Linked DNA regions of Mus musculus: all the other regions are linked to region 3. A link is a contact called in public promoter capture Hi-C data. All regions are on one chromosome and are shown on one strand. Each heading gives the region's core, a stretch centred on a gene start, on an enhancer-like site or on the middle of the called end of the contact. The rest is flanking DNA. Distances are from core to core; before and after follow the strand shown.

What was found. Capture Hi-C pulls out chosen DNA fragments and counts their contacts.
Region 1: a promoter capture Hi-C map of adipose tissue shows a contact between it and region 3. The contact joins two enhancer-like sites. A contact is called at or near these places in 6 of 484 Hi-C or Micro-C datasets (brown adipocytes, embryonic stem cells, hemogenic endothelial cells and 1 more), 15 of 115 datasets of contacts at active chromatin or transcription factors (astrocytes, craniofacial prominence, embryonic hindbrain and 7 more) and 2 of 9 other capture datasets (adipose tissue and pancreatic islet).
Region 2: a promoter capture Hi-C map of adipose tissue shows a contact between it and region 3. The contact joins two enhancer-like sites. A contact is called at or near these places in 1 of 484 Hi-C or Micro-C datasets (nephron progenitors), 1 of 115 datasets of contacts at active chromatin or transcription factors (large pre-B cells) and 3 of 9 other capture datasets (adipose tissue, liver and pancreatic islet).

The regions. Positions count from the first base shown.
Region 1 is chr1:34,138,836-34,142,805 of GRCm38.p6, forward strand. The region is part of intron 9 of Dst (dystonin); the gene reads left to right. Among named protein-coding and RNA genes, the nearest start is that of Gm51742, 5.7 kb to the left of the region's middle. Within about 2 kb of position 1,461, at least 138 of the 459 cell types and tissues checked have an H3K27ac peak or open chromatin away from gene starts, as enhancers often do. A contact at or near this core is called in adipose tissue, where this site is marked.
Region 2 is chr1:34,252,072-34,255,884 of GRCm38.p6, forward strand. Dst (dystonin) reads left to right here. Exons shown (of 103, transcript NM_001276764.1): 68 at 740-946. Among named protein-coding and RNA genes, the nearest start is that of Gm26788, 76 kb to the left of the region's middle. Within about 2 kb of position 2,105, at least 33 of the 459 cell types and tissues checked have an H3K27ac peak or open chromatin away from gene starts, as enhancers often do. A contact at or near this core is called in adipose tissue, where this site is marked.
Region 3 is chr1:33,999,974-34,003,925 of GRCm38.p6, forward strand. All of the region lies in intron 3 of Dst (dystonin), which reads left to right. Among named protein-coding and RNA genes, the nearest start is that of Dst, 94 kb to the left of the region's middle. Within about 2 kb of position 2,553, at least 1 of the 459 cell types and tissues checked has an H3K27ac peak or open chromatin away from gene starts, as enhancers often do. A contact at or near this core is called in adipose tissue, where this site is marked.

The DNA.
Region 1 (3,970 bases), core at 211-2,710, 140 kb after region 3:
AGACCTATTAAAATAAAAATTAAAGCATATTAAAATACTTAGCTTAAGTAAGAGCAAAATCACAAATTCTATAGTGTTAATAGGTCCCATTACCCAGGAGCAATAGAGAGCCTGGCTTATGGTCCAGGTAATAACGAGAAAATAGGGAGATTATAAAGAACAGTTCTTGGGGCTTGTTTAAATAGGTCATGGATAAATTAATTTTCCCCAGTTAAATCTTACTAGATGTTGCAGCTGTTCCCAGCTCCTTTAGGAACCTCTGCTTTTCCTGCTCAGTTTTCATGGAAAGAGTTCAAATGATGACAATGCCACGTGCCTGCTTCTTTCGCTTGTTCAGTTCACATAAGTTTGATGCTCTTTGATCTATAATAAAACTCCTTTCACGGAAAACAGTGAGTGAGAGGTTGTCAGCGTGCCTCACTGCAAATAAGCTCAGAACTTTGTTATTCAAAAGAATAATCTGGAAGGCTGGATTGGATGCCTTTAACTGAAAGGAGCGTCAGAGAAGGGAAGGAAGCATCTGATGAGTCAGCCTGTTACCAAGAGAGGATGAGGGAGAAATGGCAAAGAGCTGAGAGCCAGGGCGCCCCAGAGACATTCTCCAAGCAGGATGAGAGCCAGGTGGAGGTAGCAGAGGTCCCTGTGGCCACTGCTGCATGCTCCAGAGAGGTGGAGATTCCAGGAGCACTGCAGGTGGCTTCTGCCCTAAGTCTGCTCACAGGTCTCTCACCAAGAGGGAGAAACCTCTGACTGTGAGCTTGAAGTTCCGCTCCGGAGCCAACTTTGGTCAGCCTCTCCAAGTGGGAGCTTTCCCCAGACCTCCTGAAAACCGGGTTCCAAACAGCCGCACTGGCCGGCATCAGTGTGAAGATGCAGCTGCCTGCACACTAGAGTGAACTTGAATCTGTAGACCAGAAAGAGCAGGGAGAAGGACAACGGGCCCTGAGACCCTGCAAGATGATGCGGGAAACCCCAGGGTCTCAGGACCGGAAAGCTGCGGGTGGGGGGTACACTTCCAGGAGAGGTTATTTCTGCTAACTAGTATCTGCCTGTCCCGCTCTTGTCTTTAATTTACCTGTTCATTCAGTCCCAGTTAATTCTCTGCATTCTTTCCATGGGCTTGTTTTAAATATATTAGCCAATTAACATTGGAAATTTTAGGCAATACTTTGCAAGAACATGCCCTTTAAACTATTTTCTAATTAAGGAGGACATAGTTTAGTATTAATTATTTTGTTCATAATTTGCATTTTGCATTGAAATTTTTTGGGGACACTATGCTTCATCATATGAAAATTTTAACAATCTTTTAATTGGGTAACTTTCCCCAGAAGGCTGTGGTCAGAGTCTTCTTGTTTAATCATGTGACCTGCAGGCTGTTGACTCACACTGAGTCCTTGATTCAGTCAGTCCTTAGCAGCTCAACTGGGTTGGACTGGTTTAATAGTGGGCGGAGGCCCTTGAGGGTTTGAAATGTTCTCACAGGAAGGTGTGTGAGTGTTGTTGGCTGGGTAGTTCTTTCGCTCAGTCCTCGGGCTGCAGAGTCTGGATACATGAGGGTGTGTGCACACGTGTGCACTCACCTGCCTATTATAGGTTCCGGTTCCTGTGACCATAAGCACTGGTGGCTACTAATCTAAAACAAAGCAACAACCAAAACAGTGCTTCATTTTACAAAGGCAATCAAATGGTTTGTTTACAAAAGGAACCCAGAATGGTTGCACTCAGAAGGAATTAGACCCTGGTAACTATCGACGCATTTAAAGCCAGGAAAGAGCCAGTGTGCACTGCATTGAAGAGAATAAGGAATATGGCTAGGTAGTGTGCATCTGCTTGCCATTTTTATTGCATCTATTTTTACACTTAATTGGGGGGAGGGTACAATTTGGCAAATAAGTATCAGAGGAAATACCAGCCTGTTTTACTTTGTTTTTGTTCCTGGCCCTCTTGCCCAGCCTAGTTCAGAGACCAGCGGGGTGCTGAGTCTTCCCTTAGGAAGGAAAATGGATACTTACTGACACAAAGAAAGCTGTTCCCGTTGTTCCATTCTTGAGGAGAACACCTCAGTGTTCATTGCCTTAATGGGAGGGCTGCCAGTGCAGCCTGCCCAGTGGCAGCAGGATAAGCCTGGGCAGGCTCGAGCAGACACTCCCTGCCAAGGTCCCTTTCCCTTCCATAGTACCCTGTTCTGTGATTGGAACATAGTTTATTTAAAATGCATAATTGGTAGACACCTTTGTTGTTGTTTTTTTCCCCATCGAAATGTTGAATTTAACTTTGTGTTATGTGTGGATGTGTGAATCTTTGTAGAATAAGGTTCTTGGACTGTGGCATTTCCCTTCCACGAGGCTTTTGAGAAATGAATATTTCCCAGTTTAATTGTACTCTGCTAGGTCTCCTTATCTTTTTCCTGTTCTAAACTTTACCCTTTTACTCACTGAATTATTTACATTTGTTACTTAAAAACACATCAAAGCTGAAATCATAGACATATTTTTCTGTGGTTAATGCACATGGTGTTCATCAAAACATCAGCTATACCATGAGTTGAGGGAGGAAAGTGAATTAGCTAGGCAGATTTTCGAGTGGTGTGATGACTTCAAACATTACAGTGTTGTGACTGGGGAGGTGGCTTGGTGGGTAAAAGTGCTTGCTGTGAAAGCAACATGCCCTGAGTTCAAATCCCCAGTACCCACATATAACTGAGGTATGGCTGCATGTGCCCAGTAACCCCAGGGTTGGGTGATGGAGATAGGGGATCCTGACAGAATGCTGGATTCAGCTTAGCTGAAATGGTGGGCTTCCAGCTTAATGAGAGTCTCAAAATAAAACGTTTCCTCCCTAGCATGCCAAATTAAAACACACACACACACACACACACACACACACACACACACACACACACACAGAATGCTAAGTAAATCTGTGACCAGCTCTGATCCCCTTTCTCCTTGTGACCTGCTGTTGAGCCTGTAACAGTAGAGCAGTGATGGAGAGCCATGGACGGATGCTGCCTCTCCTGTCTTCATCCTGCTTCCTTCCCTTCAGCATCCTCTTACACCAGAGGAGCCAGAGGCGGGCATGTGTATCCTTCCCTAAGGATAGGATTTGTTTCCAAAACTCTTTGATTTTTCTGACTCATTTATAGGTTCATATTCTCATCTTACCATGTGATATGAAGTAGTTTAACATGTTAATTTTAGCAGGATGAAAATAAATGGCTTCTCACTGATAAGTGGATTTTATCCCAGAAGTTCAGAATACCCAAGATACAGTTCACAGACCACATGAAGCTTAAGAAGAAGGAAGTGTGGGTGTTTCAGTCCTTCTTGGAAGGGGGAACAAAATACCCATGGGAGGAGATACAAAGTGTGGAGCAGAGACTGAAGGAAAGGCCATCCAGAGACTGCCCCACCTGGGGATCCATCCCATATACAGTTACCAAACCCAGACACTATTGTGGATGCCAACAAGTGGTTGCTGACAGGAGCCTGATATAGCTGTCTCCTGAGAGGCTCTGCCAGTGCCTGACAACTACAGAGGTGGATGCTCTCAGCCAACCATTGGACTGAGCACAGGGTCCCCAATGGAGGAGTTAGAGAAAGGACTGAAGGAGCTGAAAGGGTTTGCAGCCCCATAGGAGGAACAGCAATATGAACCAGCCAGTACCGTCAAAGTACCCAAGGGCCAAACCACCAACCACAGAGCACACATGGAGGGACCCACGGCTCCAGCCCCATATGTAGCAGATGACCTAGTTGGGCGTCAGTGGGAGGAGAGACCCTTGGTCCTGTGAAGGCTCTATGTCCCATTGTAGAGGAATGCCAGGGCCAGGAAGCAGGAGTGGGTGGGTTGGTGAGCAGGGGGAGGGAGGAGGGGATAAGGGGGTTTTGGAGAGGAAACCAGGAAAGGGGATAACATTTGAAATGTAAATAAAGAAAATATCTAATTAAAAAAAAGAAAATAAGTG
Region 2 (3,813 bases), core at 855-3,354, 250 kb after region 3:
CACCTAAGGGGGTGATCTGTGAGGATTCCAAATGCAGTGGCCATGGGGGGCGGGGTCTGGTGGAAGCCAGCAGTAAGGTGACCATTCACACAGGGCATACTGTTCCCTTTAAGACAGGTGACTAGAATGTAGTTTCCTGCCCAAGGTAGAATAACAAAGAAGGGAAAGGGGAAAAGGAAGATGACCACTGTATCAGAGGCAGGTAATTTGGCTGGAAAAACATTTCTGTCAGAGATAGGTAGTGTGGGGACTTTCCTGGCAATACCTAAAAAGCACACTGCCTCTCAGAGCATTCATCCCAACGTGTCGGCCGCTGATCCCATGAGTTGGGGAGGCTGTAGTCTCTCACAACACCAGCATGTCCTCACCGCAGGCCGTGTTCCTGTTGGCGTGTGACAGGCCTTGTTGCTTGACTTCTGTTAGCCGATGACTTAACATGTTAGCTGGTTTGAGTTTGTTTCTCCAAAGAGCAAATATTTATTTTCTATTTCAAAGAGAAACTCCTGCCATGTTGACAAATGAACTGTCTCCTAAACTTCTCTGGAAACACTTTTGATTTTTTTTTTTCAAAACATCTTTTAATAATGGACATTCGTTTAGCTCAGATGTAACTAACCAGGCCAAGCACAGCCTTGTCAACCAGCAAAGAACCCCCACCCCCTCCCCCTCTCCCACCCTGAGAACAGAGCAGAGGGAGACCCTGCCCCGGCGTTTACCCATGCGTTTATATGTTCTCAAGGAACTGAAAAACGAAGTCAGGAGCAACAAAGCCTTAGTGGATTCTCTCAATGAAGTGAGCAGTGCCTTGTTGGAACTGGTGCCCTGGAGGGCCAGGGAAGGGCTCGAGAAGACGATTGCCGAGGACAATGAACGCTACCGACTGGTGAGCGACACAATCACGCAGAAAGTGGAGGAGATCGACGCTGCCATTCTGAGGTCTCAGCAGGTAGGACCGGCGCCTTGTTGCCGAGGTGCACTCAAGCTGCCCAGGGTCTTTACCTGAACAAACGTGTCTTGCTGCTGGATTCCCACTCCAGTTGCTGTGCTTCTGAAACGAACGTGGGGGTTTCAGTAGACTTTCGCCGGGCTATGTCTGAGCACCAGGGCTCTACTAATCTACACACGGTTAGCAGGCACCTGCACCCATTACGTCACAGGCAGCACCTGCCACACAGGGAAAGCCTCGTTTTCCAAACAGAATGCTCTGTGTCTACGTACATGCGTGCCGCTCACACTAGTCTTATGCCTAGACTGATGTATCTGTGAGCAGTCTGAATTCGTATACAGGTTGGTATCTACTGTCCCATGGTCATACTTCTGTATGCAAAGAGAAAGTCTCTGTTTTTAAAAAGGAGTTTTCTTGGTTGATGTAGAGTTTTTTCCAAAGATGACTAAAGGGGGAAAAAATTATAGTTTCTGACCTGCCTGTGGCTCGCACGGTTTCTACTCCAAAGTTTCAGAGAATTCTGCTGTTAGCCACAACCCTGTGGAAAATGGTGAGCGGCGAAGACAGTCCCTGGAATGGAAAGTTTAACTTCTATCCTTGTGGATATTTACATTTAAGTTGTGAGGCTCTCGTTGCAAACTCTGCAGGGGGTCATACGGGTTTGTAGGATACCTCCAGCAGGAGATGTGCGACCGACCTCTTCAGTCACACCAGGCAAAAGCAAGAACCACACACAGACTATGGGAGGGAGTCTCCGAAGCTGGGTTTCTAGCATTGTGTAATCGTAATTTGTAGGTTCTAAAGCCTCATGCCCTGCCCGTCGTTTAATATACCAGTCAAGGGTCACAGAGGCTGGTGGGAGACCAGGATAGCTCCCTGCTATCATTTCTCCCTGCTCACATTTCTGTGAGGCGCATTCATGCCCGAGGAATGTGTTTGCCTGCCTGTTTTACAGTTTGCAGGAATCTGTGTGCTTCGTTGTTGTAGCAAAGTGGGTTTGTTTATTCGTGAAGTTGATTCAGCTATTTTAAAATACCGGATTTTTTTTTTCATGAAAATTTATTTGAACATTTAGGGGCTGGCACCCAAGCCTTCTCTGAGTAACAAGACAAATATTGTGTCCTTTGGGAGCAGGGTTTTCTCGAGCACTTAACAGTGCTCAGTTAGCTGAATGATGTAAGACAGACACAGACTGAATGACGGGTTGAGTTCACATTGCTTAGCACACACTGGAGCTTGCCCAGTCACTAGCTACAGATCAGCTACCATAAGAAATGTTTGCAAGTGTTTCCCAAAGGTTTGGTTTTAAATTAATCAGGTTAATGTCATAGTTCTTGAACCTAAAATATCAAAATGTGCCCTTAGAGAAAACAATATTGGCCAGGCATGATGGTCTAGATCTTTCATGCCAGCACTCCAGAGGCAGACAGATGGATCCCTTCCTGGTTTTTATATGGATTTAAACTTGATTTTATTTGCCTGTATCCATTTTCAGTGTGGCAGCAACAACTGGGGGTGTAGGACTAGGGGGAGATAAAGCCCCACGTCCCCTTGGGCTCTAGGGCATGTGCCTCATTTTCATTCGGTGGGGCTGGCCATTCCAGCTCTCTGCACAGCCTCTCCTGATGGCACAGTGAGGGAGGCCATGATGGTCTAATTAATACTGGGTGTCAAGGAGGAGACCCTGAGTCCTCACTGTGTCTGTTAGTTATGATGCCAGTAAGATACAGCAAAGGAAAAGTGCGTCGGCATTGTTACTACGAGGCAGGCTGAGGTATGGACTCCACATCACTCTCCGTTTACACTGTAGGATGACTCTTAGCTTTGGGACAGTGGGAATAAAACTTTGTACCCTGCTTAACATCATCACCACGGAAGGGACATGGTCACAGACTCAAGGGTGAAACCCTAGGCTCCTCATGCCGCCTCTCTTGGCATGAGTGCGGTGGCTTGAATGTGATTGGCTTGGAGTGGGTATTGTATGTTAATTGCCTCATTAGGCTGCCCCGTCCCATGTTCTTTGGCTAGAGAGAACAGGATTCTCCCGGGCCTGTGTCTGCACCCATTGGTGTGTAAGGGTAGTCTGTCCATTCTGTACCTAACCTTGGATAGGTGAGGCTCTAAGAAATAGCAGAGAACGTATCACCCTTGGGGTGTTGATCCTCAGGACACAAGGTTCAAAGCACTCTGCCTGGCTCTAGACGCTGCAGCTGTGTGACCATATGCCATGCTTGGGGATTCTAGATGTACTTCTGTTGGAATGAGGAAACTTGGTCTGTTCTGTCTTCTCGAGTGTTTACATTGTGTTAATGTAGAGTCCTTTTTTATTGGTTATTTTATTTATTTACATATAAATGTTATTGCCTTTCCTGCCTTCCCCTCCACAAACCCTCTATCCCATGCACCCTTCCCCTACTTCTCTGAGGGTGCTTACCCACCCACTCCCGCCTCCCCACCCTGACATTTCCCTATGTAGAGTCTTTAAAGTAGAATTACTTTATAACTTATTTTTGAGCCCTGCCCATCTCTTTTCCTACCTAATTACTCTCCCCTACTCCCACCTGGATTTCCAGCAGGGCAGTCACAAAATTACCAACAGTATTAACTCCGGCTTTTACTTTCCCCTGACTACTCTGGGCTTTAACATCCTCTACCAGGCTATGAATTGCTGGTACACTAAGGAAGAGAAACTCAGACATCTGTGAATGACCACGAGTACATTCAAAGTCCGGGGTTCCATGGGGCGTTTACATGTTGTGCACGAGTTGTCTGAGCACATTCTTCACACATGGGTACAGATATGTACACACACATTGAGACATAAACCCCTACAATAAGGAAATGGTAGTGTTTCATTATTTTATCAC
Region 3 (3,952 bases), core at 1,303-3,802:
GAACAAAAGCAAGCAAATAAATGAAAAAAACTAAACAACAACAGCAACACACACAAAAACAACAAACAAGCAATCAAACAAACAAACAAACAAACAAGCATTGTCTAGTTATGGAATGTCCCGGTATTTTAGTCTGTGGTCCTGATATGCTTTGGTTTTGTGGAGCTATTTTCAGACATGGGTTTGTTTTTCTATTTGGAAATTATTGAAAACATCCTTCAAGTGAAATATCTGTTTGTAGATACTTATATACAAACTAGTCTTTGATGTCTATATTTCCACACTTTTGTCTTCTGAGGTAATTCTTGCTGTGTAGTTCAGCATGACCTCAAATTGGAGATCCCCCTGCTCCATCCTTCTGGTTAGCTTCATTCTTTAGCTGTTTCTCTGGTCTTGTTTAATTGTTTGTGTTTTGAGACAAGTCTTGTCATGAGTTCTGTCGGGTACTCCATATTTATATGAAGGGTCCCACTACTGAGCCCTACCAAGCCTACATCTTAATTTTCGAGGTTTCTAGGTAATTAATCTTTTAGCAATTCCAAATTGTCACAAATCTAAAACAAATGTGTGTAAAGGTGCATTTGCTGAATCCAGACCCATGCTGTGCAAGAGTCAACTTTAATGTATTTTTTGCATGGGTTTTCTTTACTGTGAAATCATGCTCCTTGCTGCGGACGTGTCCATGATTTTGGTCCAGTACTAAATCTAAAACAAACCTAATTCTTTCATGCCCTGCAAATACATGGTAAGATCTTTGAGAGTTTTGAGGATTGTCTTAGGGTTTTACTGCTGTGAACAGACACCATGACCAAGGCAACTCTTATATGGACAACATTTAATTGGGGCTGGCTTACAAGTTCACAGGTTCAGTCCATTATCATCAAGGTGGGGACATGGCAGCATCCAGGCAGGCATGATGCAGGAGGAGCTGAGAGTTCTATATCTTCATCTGAAGGTTGCTAACAGAATACTGGCTTTCAGGCAGCTAGGATGAGCTAGGATGAGGTATTAATGTCTACACCCATTGACACACCTACACCAATCAGGTCACACCTCTTAATAGTGCCACTCCCTGGGCTGAGCATATATAAACCTTCATAAGGATTTTCAGTTTTACCTTGTGCATGAATACACTGTGGTCAAGAACACAGGCTTTGCTGTTGAAAGGACCAAAATAGAGGTCTCTGGCTTCGCCTCGTAAGACAGTGGATGTGGATAAGTCTTCCACCTCCCCTAAGCATCTTTCTGTTTGGATTGTCGTTTCAGATGCTTGGCTAGCAAGTGAAATGCTTGTTCTAGTCCCCGATTACAGTCACCCATTAAATGAAGCATCTAGGTGGCATATGCTGGCTAAGCTGGAAGAAAGCCTATCTTAATCCCAGCTAAGACGATTTCGAATTTGAAACCGTGCCTCTGATGGGAACTTCAGTTAATTTTGCAATCCCTTGCTCACGATATGTACCAGTTAAGATGTGGGAATCAACCAAGTGTTCAACAGTGATTGGACAGATAATCAAAATGCAGCCTCTGGGAACCGGGTGTTACTTCTAAGCCGAAAAACAAGAGGAAGCTTTGATACTTGTGAAAAAGGGAAGGAGGATGTGGGATCACACTCCTGAAATCCCAGCGTTTGGGAGTCTGATGCAGGGTGTTGGTGGATTTGGAAGGCACCCTGGACAACTGTGGTCAAGGCTAATCCAAGCTCGGCAGTGAAGCCCGATTTCAAAAACCAACCAACCAACCAAGGTTTGAGGGTGAAGCACCGTGGTGACGCCAGGATACTGCTCAGTCTCTGGGCTCGATCCCCAATCTCCTGACCACAAAAGCAACTGAAAGTTTGGGACCCTTTCCCCCGAAGCAAGAGTGGTCCAGAGACTACTTCTGGTTCCCTAGATCAGCACACTGACTAGTTCTGTTTAATGCAATTAAAAGTAATTACAGATGCCAAGTTTCCTCAGTCTGCATCTCCTAAGGACTGGGCTACCTTTCCTACAACCACCAGATCATCGCCACACCTTAGAAACTTAATAGTCCTAATATACCTGATAAACCATCTTGACTTGGGTTTAGAGATTCTCAATTTTCCCTAGGATGAGCTTTTAGCTTTTTTTTTTTTAAGTTAAAAGAATGTAGAGTTCTATCAAGGTTCATCTCTCTCTCTCTCTCTCTCTCTCTCTCTCTCACACACACACACACACACACACCTGCACACATGCACACATGCACACATAGGGACATTTTTGGTGGCTCCTTTTTCTGTTCACATCCCAAGAGAGTACTTTCTTTTTGGGAAGTACCTATTTCACACTATGGATTGTTTTGCAGAATCTAGGACTAACATCTGTATAATCAAGATTTGTGTAAATTTATTATCATTATTATTATTTAAAGACAAGATGTGGGTAGATGCTGAGTTGGTGGGGCAGAATGTATTCTCCAACTCTGAATGTCCCGATCTTTAGCAAAATCCTCCCCTTTGGCCTTGTTTCCCACTGCCTTTGGAGAGTACCCAGGGCCAAGACCATTTCCTGGCAGTAGCTCACAGACCAGGCTGTGTAGACCCAGCCGCAGCCAGCTACACAGTCCTGCTGCTGATGTCGCAGAGTCTGTCCTGGGATGTCAGTTAGGAAGTTATTCAAAACTGTCACATTATCTAATTATCCTGGCATTAGGGAATTTCGGTTGCTTTTGTAGCATAGAAAAGTTAGAGTGAATCTTTTTTTTTTTTTTAAAGATTTATTTATTTATTATATGTAAGTACACTGTAGCTGTCTTCAGACGCACCAGAAGAGGGCATCAGATCTCATTACGGATGGTTGTGAGCCACCATGTGGTTGTTGGGATTTGAACTCTGGACCTTTGGAAGAGCAGTCGGGTGCTCTTACCCACTGAGCCATCTCACCAGCCCTAGAGTGAATCTTTTAGTGGCCTAATTTGATTGTTAGTTTAATAGCCAAGGTTGTGGAAGACCTGGTGCAGGGTTGTTTGGTTTATTGAAGCCTAGAGTTTTTGCTTCTTTGGTTACCGAGATTCAAGTGCGTACAGACAGAACCCACCAGCTTATGAGACGAAACGCCAGCCCTGCCTTCACGATCCCAGTGAGCCTTTCCCTTTCTGGAGAACCAGTTTCTTCCTCTGTTTCCTTGTTATCAGCAGGTGGAGATGACAGAGAGTGGTGTGAATTGGAGTCCTAGCCCCGGGGTCAGGAGGCCAGAGACTCCCATACATCTGCTAATGTAGTTTGTGCATAATTGTTTGTTTGCTTTGCTCTGGGAAGAGGCTACAGGGGCTCCGTTCACTTTCTGAGGACCTCCTGAGCTCCCAAAGCAAAACGCTAGTTTTCATATCCGATGTTTTCTCTGGGCATTTCCTTTTGGTGATTTCTTTTGTTTGTTTGAGTTTAAAAACTGTCAGAAACAAACAAAACTTGTTAATCTTTGTCACTGCCCAGAGCTAACCACTACTAAACAGTAATATATCCATATTTAAACACGTAAGGGGGGTACATATGTGTGTATGGATTTTTTAAAGCTGTCATATATTATTTCCTCTTTTGTTAAATGTAGATCAACATGTTTGTTTAATTTCTGCAGGGTAACCTGTGCTATCGATACAGTATATTTAACTAATTCCCTATGGATGAACATTTGTATTTTGATAGGAATCGGTCTTTAAGCACCAGTAGAATTAGAAATAGCGGCTTTTGTTGCGTAAGGGACTCCTTTTCCTTTGTCCCACTAACTTAAGCCCCTCATCAAAGGTCAGGCTGCAGTGTTTGGGCCAGGGAGTTGTTTATTGTCTCCAATTAAATAAAACACCATACTGTTCTCTCCAGCCCTAAGATAGTAGCAAGATTTGGCAAGTCATTACAGATCAATAAGGAATATAATAGTTTATATGAACTCTCCACTTTGAAGTAGCTTCATTTAAATATATTATCAATTTTAAGCTT